Linked DNA regions of Gossypium hirsutum: region 1 is linked to region 2. Evidence: chromatin contacts called from public Hi-C data. All regions are on one chromosome and are shown on one strand. Each heading gives the region's core, a stretch centred on a gene start, on an enhancer-like site or on the middle of the called end of the contact. The rest is flanking DNA. Distances are from core to core; before and after follow the strand shown.

Evidence for each region. A called contact is a pair of places that touch in the nucleus more often than the background predicts.
Region 1: a Hi-C map of leaf shows a contact between it and region 2, with 1.9 times the contacts expected there. The contact joins the promoter of LOC107886039 here to the promoter of LOC107886024 in region 2. A contact is called at or near these places in 9 of 34 Hi-C or Micro-C datasets (callus and leaf).

The regions. Positions count from the first base shown.
Region 1 is chrA03:9,975,874-9,979,213 of Gossypium_hirsutum_v2.1, forward strand. LOC107886039 reads left to right here and starts at 1,870. Exons shown (of 3, transcript XM_016809832.2): 1 at 1,870-2,334.
Region 2 is chrA03:9,793,885-9,797,364 of Gossypium_hirsutum_v2.1, forward strand. LOC107886024 (universal stress protein PHOS34) reads right to left here and starts at 1,294. Exons shown (of 4, transcript XM_016809810.2): 1 at 799-1,294; 2 at 597-706; 3 at 401-519; 4 at 1-103. The coding sequence starts at 973. The coding sequence ends at 13.

The DNA of each region.
Region 1 (3,340 bases), core at 620-3,119, 180 kb after region 2:
GTGGGGATTGTTAGAATTAAGTGACCGAAATTCTTATTTAAATAAAATACGATGGAAAATAAAATAAAAGTAAAATTCATATAGAACTAGACTTCTTTTATTTTATTTTAGAATAAGGTTTTTTAAACCTTATTAAACTCCATCTATTTTATATTGATTAGGATAAGGTGTTTCAATCGTACTAGAATATGACTTTACAAGCCTATAAATAGACATAGTCTATTCCTCTTGTATTGACTCAAAATTTTCGACATAGTGAATTTTCTTCTTTTCTGCCCTTGATTTTTTCCCGAAAGGGTTTTCACGTAAAATTTGTGTGTTATTTTATTTTATTTTTCACAATGTCCAACTATTAACATAATTAATTTTTTAGTTAAAATTGTTGTTGTGACATTTTGAAATAATAAAAAAAAAACTACTCACTTGATAGCTATGTAATTAAAAAATAAATGTTGTATTAGCCTGAAATTAACAAAAAAATTAACAATATTTAACAACTAAACCTGAATTTTGAAATCTAAAAAGTAATAAGACTAAATTCTTAAAAATACAAATACAAAGACTAAAATCCTAATTTTTTAAAAGTAGAAAGATTATAAACATATTTTACTCAATAAAATATATTTTCTAACTATTTTTGGAATTAATTTAATTTTACCATTTAAACTTTGAAATCAATTCTATTAGCTATTTTTTATAGACTATTATAAATCAATGTCTCATTTCTATTATCTAATTTTATATTTGGTAGATTTTTTAGTATTTGGTGTACCGTTTTATTTTTTTTATACTTTTGTAAAAAGTTAAATTACTATAAATAAAAATCATTCAAATATCAATTATGATAATTTTAAAAATTCTTGATTTTATTAGAGAGATGGTTAAAATATTTATTAGACACTTATTTGATACGGGTTCGAATAATGTTAGCTCCATCTTTTACTCTTAAAATTGTATTTAAAATATTGTAATAATTTTAAATTGTAATTGTATCTAAAATTTTACTAATTTTTAATGTCATGCACGTGATTTTAAATATTTAATATTATATTTTTAATTACAGTAATTAAAATAAAATATTTTTTTTAAATTATTTAATATAATTAAAATATATTAACTTATCACAATTCAAATATTATAATAAAAATTTTAAATAATAATTAAAATATAACATACTCAACATACAATATAGTTTTACTTTATATAATTAATGCAAAGTAACATTATTCAAAATAATAACTAATTAATATAATTAACTCAAATTAATTAAGTGATAATTAATATGTTTAAAATTCTATTTAAATAATAATTCTATTTTACAATAATAAAATTAGCATATTTTTTAACTAATACTTGTAAATTATAATTATAATTATCACAAATGTCTTTTCTATATTTTGTTTTTGTAATTTAAATTTTAATTATTTTTAAATACATAATTCTCACAATTTTTATTAAATTAGATTTTTTCCAAAGTTTTAATTATCATAACTGATGTTTCATTTTAAGTTATTTAACTAATAATTTTAAATTAAATATCAAAATTATTTTTAAATGTGAATTTTAATAATATAATTTAAAAAAAATATTTTTTCCAGTTGAAATGCATGTACTTTTATATAAGTTATATATAGATAAAAAATTAATTTAAATTTTATAGAAATTAATCTAAGTCGGAGAGAATTCAGAATGGTGAAGACGGAAGAACTCCCAGTATATACAGATGATCAACGACTCCATCACACCGTTCATCAATCAATAATGGCCGCCGATCACAAAATATAAGATCTAATCAAGCGGTGGACCCACCACTTTCATATATCAGCTTTTTTATGTACGGTCCGCCCGCACATAACCCTCTCCCGTCTCCCATCTCTCTGATCTGATGTGACCATTTGATTTTAATCATTTCTCATAAATCTTCCACTAACAACCGTCCGATTAAAAAACTACTTTTTTTAATAAAAAGAACGTTAATCAATTGCAACAAACTATCGCAACCCACTTTCTCCGCTCGCTTTGACTGTCTTTAGTCTACTCTTCGAGCCATTAAACCAAATAAATAAATCTCTCTTCGGCTGCGACTTTGTTTTGTGCTTTGGGATTTTTGTAGTGAAAATTTTTGTTTCATAAAAGCTATATTGTTTTTTTTTTCGAGGAGATTCATCATTGTTTCTGGCGTTTTTATCTCTCGTTTTTCGCCTCTGATCTTCTTTGGTTTGTCCTTTTTTTACTGTCCAATGCGCGGCCGAAACGTGGCGTTTCTTCCCCTAGGCGTTGGTGTTTTCCGTTACTGACGGCGATTCCGTTCAGCATTTTCCAGTACCCGGACCGGTATGTTTTTCATTTTCCGGTTGGTTCCCGGGAAAATTTTTTAATGCTGTTGAGTGCTGAAGTTAACAAGTACATTTCTTTTGTTTTCTTTTTTGTAAAGAATGATATGATAAACATTGGACACTTAGAATTTGGATTCCTAAAAGAGAAAAGAGATAAAGTGAAGTGAATCTTTCTTTAAAGAAATTATTATTTTTCTAAAAAGAGAAAATAAATCGCGTGTGATTAATTTGGTGAAATAAACGAGGTTTTTAGTTCATAGAAGCTTGTGAGTTTGAATAAGCTGTGGACAATTTTCTCTTTTCATTAAACTTAAAGTGGATTGGTAATAACTCTTCATTTTTACCTTATCTGAAGAACTACTTTCAATTATTTGTTGTCGTATGGACCACTCACTGTCGGTTCTTTTCAAACTGTACATCAAGATTCTCTGGTTTCAGTTTTAGTTCCAATTTTGTATTCACCGCCCTGTTTCAATTTATCAACCTTGAGCTCTTTAAACTTTTGAGAATTTCATTCACTTTTATAAGATTTTTAGAACCGTTTAGCGGAAATTGTTCGCTAGAGGTCTACTTTTGTAGTGAATTTGTTTTTTTAAGTGATTTGAGCTCTGGTGATTGTGAATTAGTTTTTGATGCATAGTCTGGAAAGTATTAAAAGAAAAGTGCATGGGTTTTAATTGTTTAGCTAGGAATCACATAGCAATCTGTGGTTGATTTATGGTGTACTCAGAAGGAAACAAATTTGACTGGAACCCTTGTGCTTACTGAGTTAGGAGATATTATTTGAGAAATAAGTTTTATGGCGCAACTGGTTTGTTGCAATCTTTAGTTTTGGCATTTGCTGCTCTTCATTCTATTGGTGTATTAGTATTTTTAATGTCAACTGTTAAGTGTTCGGGGATGCTTATGCTAAGTTTATTTAGTGTTATAATAATATTGCAAAAAAGATTAAGAGCTTTTAGTTTTGGCCATTTTTTGAATGATGTTTAGCTATTAAAGGGTAA
Region 2 (3,480 bases), core at 44-2,543:
AGACTTTTGTGATCAAAATCCATGAGCACTAGGATCCTTCACAATTGTTACAGGACAAGTTGCATTTACCATCACATAATTGCTCACACTTCCGATCAGTACCCTAATTTCAATCAAAATCACCATATCAGAACTAAAAAAGAATGATGACAAGAAGAGGAAGGAACAATATGTTACAATTCGACCTGAAATTGTTCTTTGTAGATGTTTCAAGGTTTTGTTATTGACAAGAGTATTTTAATAAATTCGAATTATAGTAACAAAGAGTCCATTTCTGAAATCTGTATCAAAGACAGGGCTCATAACAATTTAATCAATATATGTACCTCAATGAATGATTGGTTTCACCCTTGAAAACATATTTTTCAGTTTCCCAGGAAGATGGTAAAGATTGAATTACCTTTGAATGGTGCCAAGGCCTCTGCTGCCCATTACCAAACAGTCAAGCTTCAAGTCTTCAACGGATTCACATATCTTATCCCTGGCATCACCCCAGTAAATCTTAGCCACAAGAGTCCCCTGTAATCAAATTTTGTGAGCAAACTCAGATTATAAAAAAAAGAAGAAGGTAGAAATACAAAACAGCCTGGGAAAACCTGTTTCTGCCTGGAAGCAATATCAACCAAATCCAAAATCACAGGATCAGGTTCCACCTCATAATGTTTCATCACTTCCTTCTCTCTGAACTCCGATAATGGAATCAAAGCTACAAATAAAAGATCACCCAAGTCAAATGTCGTCAAACTACAAATGACCCATAGCATAAAAAAGGAAAAGTGGAGTATAGGAGTGAGATACGTGAGCCGGTGGTAGACCAAAGAAGGTTGCGAGACTCGTCGCTTTGATGGGGTTTGACATGGATGAGGTAAAGAGTATCCCCTTGGTTTAACAAATTGTCGATGGACCATTTCAGAGCTGCTTTGCTTCCCTTGGAGTAATCCACTGCTACACCGATTTTCTTATCTTTTGTCATCTTTATGAAAATCAAACCCAGAAAAGAAGAGCAAGATTTGATGGCAGGGAGTAGGTGTTGAAATCTAAGCACACGGTTTTGAGGATCAAAGGAGAAGCTATGATGAAATGCTGAAGTGTTTATTGTTTTCAAGGCCAAGGTAGAAAATAGTCAATATCTCGTTGTTAACAATCCAACTCGTATTAAGAAGTGGTTCCCACACCCACCAGTCATAGGCTCATCCCTAATGCCAGCACAGTCTCGAGTTGAGGCTGACTCCACAATTAGATAAACCAGCTGCAGCCCCACCTACCGCTCCTCTCTTTTGAGATGAAAAGAGTGTAGATAATAAAATTAGTTAAACTTATGGAATTAAAAAAAAAAGAGTGTTATTTTTTCAAATTTATTTTTTAAAATAATATTTAAGTACACTTTTAAAATTCTTACTCCCAATTATAAACTTCTTCTTTTTTTTAAATTCCAATGAGTACATAATAATTATCCTTTTTATAAGCAACTCCAGAACATGAGGCTCACATGGATTTTTTCTCTTGGTCTTTTTGGTTTGATTGAGCTCTACATTGTCATAGAACTTTTCTGGTCATTTACGAAACAAAAAGTTGTGTATTAAGAAATTTGAGATTGGAGTTTTTTAGTTTGAATTTTGGAGAAAATAAATAAATAAGTTTTTCTTGGAGAAAACAATAGAGGCAGTTCAATTATTTTTTTTATGTTTTGTGGTTTAGGGTTGTATTTAGAGTTTGTATATATTCAAGGTTTCTATTGTGTTTGAGGTTTGATTGAAAAGTTTAAGAGTCGAAAAACAATATAAAAATTTTAAGTTTGAGACTAGGTGTTGAGTAGGAACTTAAGGCTGCTAATCTTTCCTTCATCGTTCTATAAGGTCCTCAGTTCAGTAATGTTACATTATCGGCAAATCCAGACATGGTGATCGTATAGTAGGACAGGTGGTAAGATCATTGTACGTGGGTTGTCGTCAAGTGTGGTACTACTCTAACATTCTCCTTACTGAGGTAGTACGAAATTATTAAGCTTTAGTGGTTCCTTTGTGGTTCTCTCTTGAAGGTGAGAGCATTATTGCTAAGAGTGGTGGCTTGGAAGCCAAGACATTTGAGTGACTAGTCATAGACTGACCAACAGGGTGATCTACAATGGAGACCGTCTTGGATGATCTTCAAATGAGGGTCATTTGCAGACATCTCATAGTGCCACATGTCTACACCAAGTAGTAGGGATGGATCCAGTGAGCGCGGGATGGCAGTTGCCCCCTTGGAATTTTTAGATTTTTGAATTTTCTATATAAATTATCATGTATTTTAGATTTGGTGTCCATATTGTATAACATTCTCACCGCCATTGGCCAAATTGTATTTCATATAATTCGTCCCCTTAAGCTATAAGGTTATACTATATATTAACAAAGTATTTTTCAATTTTTAATTATATAACTTCAATAATAATCAAATATTAATGTATGATGGGCTTTGAAAGACTAAATTTAGGGGCTCAATATGGACTTTAAAGCCAAATTGATTTAGCCCATACCCATACAAATTAGGTTAGTGATTTTCTTGGTGTCTTGCTAAGAAATTATCTTCCTCTAGTAAGGTACCGACACTGCCGAGAGAAAAAAAAGATTTTGATGTAGAGACTAAAAGCACCAAGTAAAAAAATACAAATTATCTTCCTCTCGGCTCTTTACGTAAAAGACCTCTCAGTAAATATTTTTGCATAAATTATGTTCTTTATTTATTTGACTTATTTTTTTCTTTTTCCTAATATTTTGTTTAATACATTATTACAGTCTTCGAGTTTTTTGATTAAATTATGGTCAACAAAAAGATTGAATCTTTTTTCCAAGAAAAGGGTGTCAGAAAACAATAATGATTAATTAATTCCTCAACCTTCTATTATTTTAGAGAAAAATCAAATATCGAATCTTCCTAAGCTCTTGAACGAGATATTAGGTATACGCAATATTAAGTCTTCCCAAGCTTTTGAACGAGATACTAGGTCTTCTCTATCCCAAGATCCTAAACGAATTATCGAGTCTTCCCAAGCTCATAAATGAGATATCAGGTTTTCTCAAGTTCTTGAACATCCTCGTAAGGTGTTGAGGGTCAAAATAAAGGAATTTGATGCTTCTTCTTTAGAGCGTGATCTGAGACTTCGAATAATTATTTGGGATTACTCTCCAAATCAACAGGACAAAGTCCATCGAGCTTACATTAAGTTTGGGCCATATCAACCGATTCCTCCAAGTGAGGCTCCTGATACGATCTCGTCTCGTGAGTTGATTTTGAGTTGTAGTGTTGCCCGATCGTAAAATAGAGAAGTGTTGCTCAATTTGGAGTTAAGTGAATTCGGCTAAGTGGCTCGAGCTCGAGTTATCAGTCCTAAAGGCCGCTCCAAAGGTTCTTTGTTAGCCATTGGTGAGTCTCGGGGCTTGGCCATATCAGCTCCAACATCTTCTCTGTGTATTAACAAGAATGGATGCCAATTTCTCC